Linked DNA regions of Salmo salar: region 1 is linked to region 2. The links are chromatin contacts, called in public Hi-C maps. All regions are on one chromosome and are shown on one strand. Each heading gives the region's core, a stretch centred on a gene start, on an enhancer-like site or on the middle of the called end of the contact. The rest is flanking DNA. Distances are from core to core; before and after follow the strand shown. Region 1 holds the start of LOC106573542 (scaffold attachment factor B2). Region 2 holds the start of LOC106573548 (ras-related protein Rab-8A).

The links. A called contact is a pair of places that touch in the nucleus more often than the background predicts.
Region 1: a Hi-C map of muscle shows a contact between it and region 2, with 2.6 times the contacts expected there. The contact joins the promoter of LOC106573542 here to the promoter of LOC106573548 in region 2. A contact is called at or near these places in 2 of 3 Hi-C or Micro-C datasets (blood and muscle).

Annotation. Positions count from the first base shown.
Region 1 is chrssa16:40,540,982-40,546,087 of Ssal_v3.1, reverse strand. It overlaps LOC106573542 (scaffold attachment factor B2), which reads left to right and starts at 1,490. Exons shown (of 18, transcript XM_014148672.2): 1 at 1,490-1,780; 2 at 2,729-2,819; 3 at 2,926-2,990; 4 at 3,097-3,279; 5 at 3,404-3,469; 6 at 3,590-3,635; 7 at 4,394-4,823. The coding sequence starts at 1,616.
Region 2 is chrssa16:40,344,203-40,348,832 of Ssal_v3.1, reverse strand. LOC106573548 (ras-related protein Rab-8A) reads left to right here and starts at 1,500. Exons shown (of 8, transcript XM_014148684.2): 1 at 1,500-1,749; 2 at 2,570-2,630; 3 at 2,782-2,842; 4 at 3,748-3,825. The coding sequence starts at 1,626. LOC106573549 (40S ribosomal protein S27-like) reads right to left here and starts at 1,472. Exons shown (of 4, transcript XM_014148686.2): 1 at 1,277-1,472; 2 at 22-130. The coding sequence starts at 1,282.

The sequences.
Region 1 (5,106 bases), core at 241-2,740, 200 kb before region 2:
TGGAATACGGAGGAGGAATGGTGGGAAAAAGAGGCAGAGGAGGTCTAAGAGAGAGAGGGAGGAAGAGGGTGAGCTTGAGTCAGTTAAAAATGGAGATGGTTTGTTAAAGAACAATGGTAGAAAGTGTAAGCAGAGTGAGCTGAAGACAGGAGGAGAAATGGAAGTGAATGAGGTCAAAGTATCGGAGGTGGTAGGTGTGGTAAAGTTCTCGGAGCCCGAGGCTTGCGCCACGGGTCAGGATAAAGATGAGTCTGTGATAGTAGAAGTGAAGTTTTTGGAAAAAGTGGACCCTTGCCTTTTGGCTGATCGATTTGTGCTTTCAGGGTGGGTGAAAACAGAGTTGGGTGCTGTGGAATCGGTGAGGGTAACCAGAAGTGGTCTTGTGATAACTGTTTGTGTTTCTGCTGGTGAGAGGGAGAAGGTGCTCTGCATTAATCGAATGGAGGCGAGGAAAAGCGAATTGTTTTGCTCTCAAGAAAAGCGCGCCATTGAATGGAGTGATAACTGGGGTAGCAGTAAATGTAAAAGTTGACCAACTGAAGGGGAAGATTCCCGGTGTTTGTGATGCTCGTTGTTTGGTGCGACGCAGACAGGGTGGTGTGAGTGGTGAAAGTGAAGAGTCATTGTCTGTTCTTTTGAGTTTTGATGTTGAGTCTTTGCCCGACAAAGTGATGTTAGGATATATAAGTTATCCTGTAAAAGCTTTTGTGCCAAATATATTACGTTGTTGCAGGTGTCAAGCTTATAGGCTTGTGGCAGCAGGGTGTAGGATGGAGGTTCCTAAGTGTGAGAAGTGTGCAGAAGGCCATGAGACAAAGGAATGTGTATCAATGGGGAAAGTAGTGGTATGTGTTAATTGTAGGGGTGCCCATGGGGCTGGGGATCAGAAATGTCCCGTGCGAGAGAGGCAGGTCGAGGTTTCCAGGGTTAGAGTAGTGCAGAAGTTGTCATATGCTGAGGCAGTGAAGAAAGTAGAGGGATATGGGTCAAGGCGGACAAGATCCTGAGAGGAGTGGTGTGAGTAGCAGATATGTACCAGTAAAGAGGGATAGGCCAACAAGTTATATATGTTTCAGTAAGATTGGATTGGATTTTTTGCATTTATAGCGATGGTTATCAACTGTATTGCAGGGATGGAACGTAAGTGGCAGAAAAGGTTGTGGTGGCAGCTGCAGAGAGGTATTTTGATGTGTTAAGGGTGTGTTAAGTGGTGGTGTCCCATCCTTTCAGGTTCTTGGCATGAGGTAGGGTTAAATAGATTTAAATAGTGGGGTAGGGTGGTGTTATTTTTTGTGAGTGTAGTGTTAGATGGTCAGGTATTTGTTTATTTATTTATCAAGGAAAGTGTAAGGGAGTTGTATTCCAGTCTAGTAGGTGGCGGTAATGCAGCATTTATTGGATGCCAACCGCCGTTAAACCTCATCGAAGAATAAGAAAAAGAAGAACACTGCCACCTACTGCCCTCGGGTACAAACAGTTATCAAAAAACGCATGCGCAGTGGAATGTCCTTTTCAAAGTACGCCATTTTGTAACAGTAGACCGCCTGTTTTCGCGCAAGAGAGCAGCTATTCCGTGATTGCAAACACTTTTTTGTTGCGTTTTCTGAGTGTAATAATGGCTGAAAACTCTTCGGCAGGAGAAGCTGGGGCTGTTGAGATTCCGGAGGGAGCGATTCGCAAATTGTCGGAATTGAGAGTCATTGACTTAAAAGCCGAATTAAAAAGACGAAATCTGGACACCATTGGGATCAAGAGTACGCTGACTGAGAGGCTGAAAAAGGTAGACATGCTAACTAGTAACGTTAGATGGATAGCTGTGCTAATGTGCTTGGTATTTTGCCAACTGAGATGACCTTTCGTGATAATTCCACAATTAAGTGGAACCAGTATAATTTCATTAGTTAATATAATTATCAATCGTTAGCTATAACCACTAGCATTAGCTACATTTGATAGTCACTCCAAATGAATTGAACGTTAGCTAACCATGGCCTTGCGAGGCGTTAGCCACATGGTTCCCTTTCCTCGAGTACCCCTACTTCGTATTCTAGAAATAGCACACCCGATTCAACTACCAAAAGTCTTGGTGGTTAGTTCACCATTTGAATCATATGTTCTAGTTTTGGAATACATAAAATACGTTGAATGGAGGGGGGTACTTACGGAGAGTTTAGGGCGGCGCACAATTGCCCCAGTGTCGTCCGGGTAATGGGATTGTTTGGCCTAGGGGGCATTATAAGTAAGCCGTCATTGTAAATAATAATTTGTAATTAACTGACCTGCCTAGTAAAATAAAAATAGAGGTTTACGAAACACGGCATAGGCCAGCTAGCTTCCCGGGTCAGATGGGCTCCCGAGTGGCGCAGCGGTCTAAGACACTGCATCTCAGTGCTAGAGGTGTCACTACAGCCTCGCTGGTTCGAATCCAGGCTGTATCTTAACCGACCGTGATTGGGAGGCCCATAGTGCTGCGCACGATTGGCCCGGTGTGGGCCGTCATTTTTTCTTAACTGACTTGCCTAGTTGAATAAAGGTAAAATAAAGATGTATACATAGCTAGCTAACGTTAATTAACAATAATTCCACCAGCCAGCACCCTTGTAGCCTATAACTGACACACATAGCCGTGTGTTTGATAGCCAAATTGGCTTAACTCCTGAAACCATATCTAACATAGTTGGCTAGATAACATCATTCATTCATCATGTCATCATCAATTTCTCCACAGGCGATTGAAGAAGAGGGTGGAAATCCAGATGAGATGGAGGTTGTTCTCGATGGAACTCCTAAGAAGGCACTGACTAAACGGATCTCCAAAGGTATGTTAAATGAGTGGGAGCAAGATCTTAAGTCGGCAATAATATCTTGAAGTAAAGATAAAATATATTACAGAGAGCCTTAAAATGAGACATTGCTCTTCTGCAGGGAAAAGACAGGAGAACGATGAACCAGAGGACTGCACCATGGAGGAAGATTCGGGTGATGGCCAGGTGTGTATCAACCATTGAATCACCTGGTTTAATCTAATGTAATCGCTTTGCTCTACTGTTAGTCTCCCTGGATAACAATCTATTGATGAATTCACTTCCCTTCAAGGATGACATGGAAAACATGCAGGACATGGACATCCTGGATATGAATGTGCTTGATGAAGCTGAGAATGACAACGGTATGCTAGGAGAGGAGGAGTATGACACGGATGAAGTCCTGAACGAAGATGAACACGACATCGGCATCTCTGGCTTAACTGAGCCAATGGGCAAAGCCAAACCTGAAGAGGTGAGACCCATGCGCTAGAGTTGTGTGGAACACTCATGTCTAATGATGTTTCCAATATTATCTTGTTTGAAATGTTGCACCATGCTGGTGTGTGATTCTTTTTTTCCCCTCTTTCTAAAACTAGGATGTACAGCCAGAAGTAGCAGACATGGAAGACAATGAAGATCTCAATTGCAGTTCAGCTAAAGAGGTAGAGTTGGTCATTTGTTTGTAGTTGGAAGGAAAACACACTTTGAGTGACTGTAAAAAGCCATTTGTGGTTGGAACTGACCAATGTTACACTAGATACATTTTCCCTTTATTTCTTTAGGTTCAAGAGAAGGATCTGGATCCCGAAGACTCAAAGGAAGAAATAGGTACCTTTTGAGAAGTGGTTGGAAGTTCATATGAATGCACACTTTCTTTTTGCAGTGTAAACCTTGGAATGCAAGTCCTTCAGATACAAATTATTGCTGTGGTTGGTCAGAGACTGGAAATCCAAAGATAATTGCTGACTGTGTGTTGATGCTTGTTAACTAAAATTGTTAAATACTCACATTAATCTGTCCATTTTGGGCACCCTCCTATTATTAACACAGAACTGGTTAACAATCTGAAGCACAGAGCCAGTAATTAAAGATGTAGTTAGTGAGATGTTGCAAGTGATATGCAGTGTTTTTAGGTTGCCACAGAAAGAGCCAGAAGAAAAGAAGACTGAGGCCCATTTGAAACCAACCATTCAAAAGCCTTTTTAGGACTAATATTCTCACTGGACATGAGACTAATGGAATTCTGAATTCGATGTCACTTACCACATTATGGACACTCATGAAGTCAGCAATTGCATGAAGACGGACCTTCCTTGTGCCTCTGCTGATCTTGTGGCTTTCTTCAGATCAGATCTTTTTCTACCTTGCGATCAGGTGAACTGAAATGGTCGACTTGAATGAGGAGTTAGGCTGCTTGGTCAGTCTCTTTGGTTTTTCCAGTCTCTTGTTACGTGTATATCTGTGTATACATAGTTCAATGACAGCGGAGGGCCACGTCCTTTTCCAGCCTTGCCAGTTCCACGTTAACCATTGCTGTGTTTCAGAAGTAATTAAACTCTGCCATTCTATTCCTGTTAAATCCGTAGAAAATGAGAAAGTAGCCGGGTCTTGTTTATCTGAGCCACTAAATGAAGAGTGCCAGGAGCCACCAACTGAAGATCAAGGCACCATCGGGGACACGGTCAATGTTGCAGAGGAAGACGATGTGTGCGACACCACTAATGCAGAGGAGGCCATCAATGTAGAGACTGAACTGTCGACTAGCGACAAGGACGTTGCTAAGCTAACTGAACGTCAAATGAAAGACGCTGAGAACACGCAAAATGTCCCGGAAGAGACCGTTGACGCTGAAAGTACTCAGGCTGTTAGTGTAAACGAGCAGGGCGAAAGCGCTGTTGATTCTGAAATGGTTTCTAAGGCTGAGGGTGAGGAGGAAGACAAGACTGAAGAGAACGCTGCAGAATCAACGGCAGTGAAAGAGTCCTCTTCTGTTGAGGGCGATGATCAGAAAAAGAGGTTTGTTGTTTTCTGTCTACTAGAACAATGGCTATCTGTTGCATTGGCTCCTTTTTAGCAAGTTTTGGTGCTCTTTTGGAGGCAAAATGGTCTGCGCATTTGTCAAGTTTTCATTTTGTCATTCCCCACCTATACCTCGCCTCTTAACCATCATAAAGTAATGTATAGATGCAGTAAAGAGGTCAATGGAACTTGACCAAAACATTGGAAACGCGTGGTGGAAAGATGCCGTGAGGGAAAGATCCCAAATCTCCTCATTGCCCCCCCCAAGCAAAATTACTCT
Region 2 (4,630 bases), core at 251-2,750:
AGCTACATCCTTAATACTCACCAGGGCATTTTACATCCATGAAGTAGGAGTTGGGACTCTGAACCAGCCTCTTCTTCTTGTGTCTTTGCCTCTCAGCCTCCAAAGTAGGGTGCATTAGGTCCTTAGTGAGCTGCAATATGGATTAATGTATAAAACATATTTGTTTTCACAGCTCACACCATTAGAACCATTAAAAAAGATAAAACCATATGAAAGGGGAAATAAGTCAAGGGCACCCTCTCATGTCTGATACAAGAACTGCAGCAGAACTATTTCTGAGGCATGCCCAGACATGTATTCCATTCCCAGAACAGGCACCACTATTTTATATTTGCTAAATGGTCATGTTTTAAACCAAACCATAGTCTTCATAATTTATTGCTGAACTTGACTGAATCATTAGCTAGTGCTGAGCGATTAACCGACAGTTTTTTTCTGGTTATTAGCAACGTCGGTCAATTACTTTAATTCCATTTAGCCCGGTTTTAGTGGGTGGGCGTATAATGCGAAGGTCTAGCAACCCAAAGGTTGCGAGTTCAAATCTCATCACGGACAACTTTAGCATTTTCGCTAATTTACAACTACTTACTACTTTTTTTATCTACTTTATAACTACTTAGCATGTCTGCTATCCCTTCCCCTAACCCTTTAACCTAACTTATAAACTTAACCTTAAGCCTAACACCAAGCCTAGCTAACGTTAGCCACCTAGCTAGAATTCATAACAGATTAATACGAAATTCTTTGAAACCAGGATGCCACCGTCTGACTGTTACTGCCTAAGCAGAGAAAATATTATTAGGATATTAAAACGAATAAGCTCATCAAATAAAAAGTAATATACACACCGGAAATATTGTATTATTTCATAGTAATTTCTTATTTTATATTGATATCTACCCCATGTGGAACTGAGAGACAAAGCAATATTTTCAATATTTTGACAAATTAATGTTTACTACTTTTGACTTTGGAATTTCCATTAAAAAGCTCTAAAATCATTGTAATGCTATTATTTCATAATGCATTTCATGTATAAAAAAAAGATCAAAATCGAAAACCATGATTATTTTTTTAAATAATCGAACTGAAACCGAAGCAACCTCAAAAAGTACTAATAACTTAGCACTATTAGCTACTGACTTAAATGTTCATGGTAAAAACAAGACCTCCAATAAACATGTACACGTTGTACAGTATTTGACTGGCTATTCCAAAGATGTCAACACAATACGTGTGGCTATACTTCTCGCATGAGCAAAGAAAAACCACTTACCGCCATTGCTTCTCTTGGTTATTGTTATTTCACTCACTGGCACTGTACTTTCAACTTTGATTAGAATATTACAGCACTCCTTGCAGACTGATATCGTTGTTGTTAAAATGAGAAGATAATGGTGGGATCACATTTTAATGGGTGGGACCACATTTTAATGGGTGGGACATTGACTTCAAGAGCACAATCAGCTGACGCTACCATTTTGATTGACAGCCGGTAATTCACGGATCCAGAGCAGTCAAGAGTGAAATGTTGTTTGTCCAATCACTGGTCCAGTAAATCGAGCAAAGCAGTAACGTATCTCTTTGCACAACTGCCAGGCGGGATTTCCGCAATTGCTAATAATATGGCGAAGACTTACGATTACTTGTTTAAACTACTGTTAATCGGCGATTCTGGCGTCGGAAAGACGTGTGTGTTGTTCAGGTTTTCAGAAGATGCCTTCAACTCAACATTTATCTCCACAATAGGTATGTAAATTTCGTACGTTTTCTGGTTAGAAAAGTTCTGCCGGAGGACGGGTAGCTAGTTAGCAGCAATGCTAGTGTGCGCCCATCCTGTCATGCTAACGCTAGTTAGCTAGCTATCTTATTTGGTTAGCATTCAGGACTAGCTTGCTAGTTAACTTAACCGGCTTTTCACACTGCTCGCTTGGCAATAAAACCAACACTTCAGCATCCCCAGCATACCTCAAATTTATATTTTCATGAGATTTTAGCAGGCGACGTCACCGGACTCCTTAGTTAACGAACGTTAGCTGTCAAGTGAGCAAGAACAAGCTTACTCTGACTCATTAGATAGCTTAGCTAGCTAACGTTAGATAACAGTGAAGTTCACTTCCCAACAAGCAATACATGAAAGAGTTTGCTAGTTCAAACCAGTCACTGTAACATTACAGAAAGGTAAGTTTTAGTAGCTACATGTTGGGGAGGTCTTCCCTGAAGTTATGCAGCCATTTACATTAGACAAGCCATCTCTCAAATTGAAGTTGTGCACTTCCTGTGTGTGGCCTGCAGCATCATCTAAAAAGATGGGCCTCCCTAGCCAGAACTCTCTGGACATGATATAATCCAAATAATTACTAGCTATCCTTCAAGCAAATGTTGAATGCAGTCTGGTTTTGCCACTTGTGCATAAACAGTGCTGTAGGCCTACAAAATACATCAAACTCAAATGGTTGTGTTTCAATGATCCTTTGTCGTTTGGAGCGCAGTGGTTAGACAATAGTGAAATAAAATTTAAGTGGGTGGAAGTGCAAGAATTGTCTCACTTTTGCTTTTCCTCTTTCAGGTATTGACTTTAAAATTAGAACTGTAGAACTAGATGGTAAGAAGATCAAGCTACAGATATGGTAAGACAGCCCTTTGACTTCACAGAATGTCTCTGAAATTATGTCTTGAAAAAGTGCACCTTGGGAATGATCACAATTGGCCTATAATTCTACAAGTGGGTTAAAATCAGGGATGGGAAGTAAAGGATCTCATTGTGTTGTTCTCTCCCAGGGACACAGCTGGCCAGGAGCGGTTTCGAACAATCACAACGGCATACTACAGAGGAGCCATGGTCAGTCGCTTTACTTTACTATGTCCCTCTCACAATTTTGCAAATGTACTACAAAGCACATGCCTACATGAGAATCAGTAAGATACTTGAGTAAAAGTAAAGATAATGACTCAAGTAAAAGTGAAAGTCACCCAGTAAAATACTACTTTGGTAAAAGTCTAAACGTTTCTGGTTTTAAATGTACTTAAGTATCAAAAGTAAATGTAATCGCTAAAATATACTTAAGTATCAAAAGTAAAAGTATTAATAATTTCAAATTCCTTATATTAAGCAAACCAGATTGCACGATTATCTTGATTATTATTTATTTATGGATAGCCTGGACACATTTCAACACTCAGACATAATTTACAAACAAAGCATTTGTGTTTAGTGAATCAGCCAGATCAGAGGCAGTAGGGATGACGAGGGATGTTCTCTTGATAAGTGCATGAATTAGACAATTTTCCTATCGTGCTAAGCATTCAAAATGTAACTAGTACTTTTGGGTGCCAGGGAAAATGTAAAAAGTACATTACTTTCTTTCGGAATGTAGTGGAGTAAAAGTTGTCAAATAAATAAAGTACAGTTACTCCAAAAAAAGACTTATGTAGTACTTTACTGTTTTTACTTAATCACTTTACACCGCTGATGAGAATATAGTTTAGAATCTAAAAATAAATCCATATTCAGAGACATTAATAGTGATTAATTTGTTAGGCCTAGATTGCACACTAGTTTGAGTCCCTCCCTTTATTTTTGTAAATTAAGCACTACATACCTGAGATCATTCATGTTCAGGCCCTTCATAACAATTAGCTTTTTACTCAAGTGTACAAGTCTCAAGTTTAACAGGATGTTAGTATCTGACATCGATTGTTAAAGTGGTTGTTGTTTACCAAGTCTGTTTTTGTTTTTCTCCCCAGGGCATCATGTTGGTCTATGACATCACCAATGAGAAGTCATTTGACAACATCAAAAACTGGATAAGAAATATAGAGGAGGTAATTATCAGAAATTATAGTAGTTTGGTTCCTGGATGCTTATTGGCTGAAACGGCATCTTATTTCACGTGGTGCCTAAGAACAGCCCTTAGCCATGGTAGTGTTTCCACTACAGTCAAAATATGGAACAAGAGAAAAAATATTTCTGCAGAGGCGCACTTTAAAGATGCTAGAACAGTCCACATTTGCTTTTTCCCTGCAAAGAAAACGAGTAATTACTAGAAAAAAACAGACAACCCCATAGTAAAATAGTTTATCAATTTTACCTAGTCAGCTTGTTATGCATTCTATGCTAGATAAATATTTCTCTCAAGGTGCATTCGAGTTGCGATTGCCATAGGGAGGGAAACATGCATTCTGACAAGCAATCAATGCACAACAATTCATAACGCAATCGTGGGTAAACAGCAGTTTTAATGGTCTTTAGTTGAGCAAGGGTAGTGTCAGCCGGGGAAAGAATTGTGACATGCAGTGGTTTCTGTGAGAATTACGATATTATCACAATACTTTGGTGCCGATACAATAAGTATTGCGATTCGAAACTGATTTTATCGTGATTCGACGTTCCAAACATATTGCTCACCATATGTCTGCTGCAGAGGGACAAGGGACAGACGTGAAAAAACAAGTTTTGATCAGTCATGTAAGTACTGAAAATAAATTGGCTCCCTATTTAAAAACATGGAGAACAAGCTATGAAGGAATAATACTGGAGTTTTGGTGCAGGTACAGCCAACTAGCGCAGAAATAGTATTGCGACGTTGTCCAAACTATACAATATATTGTCAAATATAATATACCGATA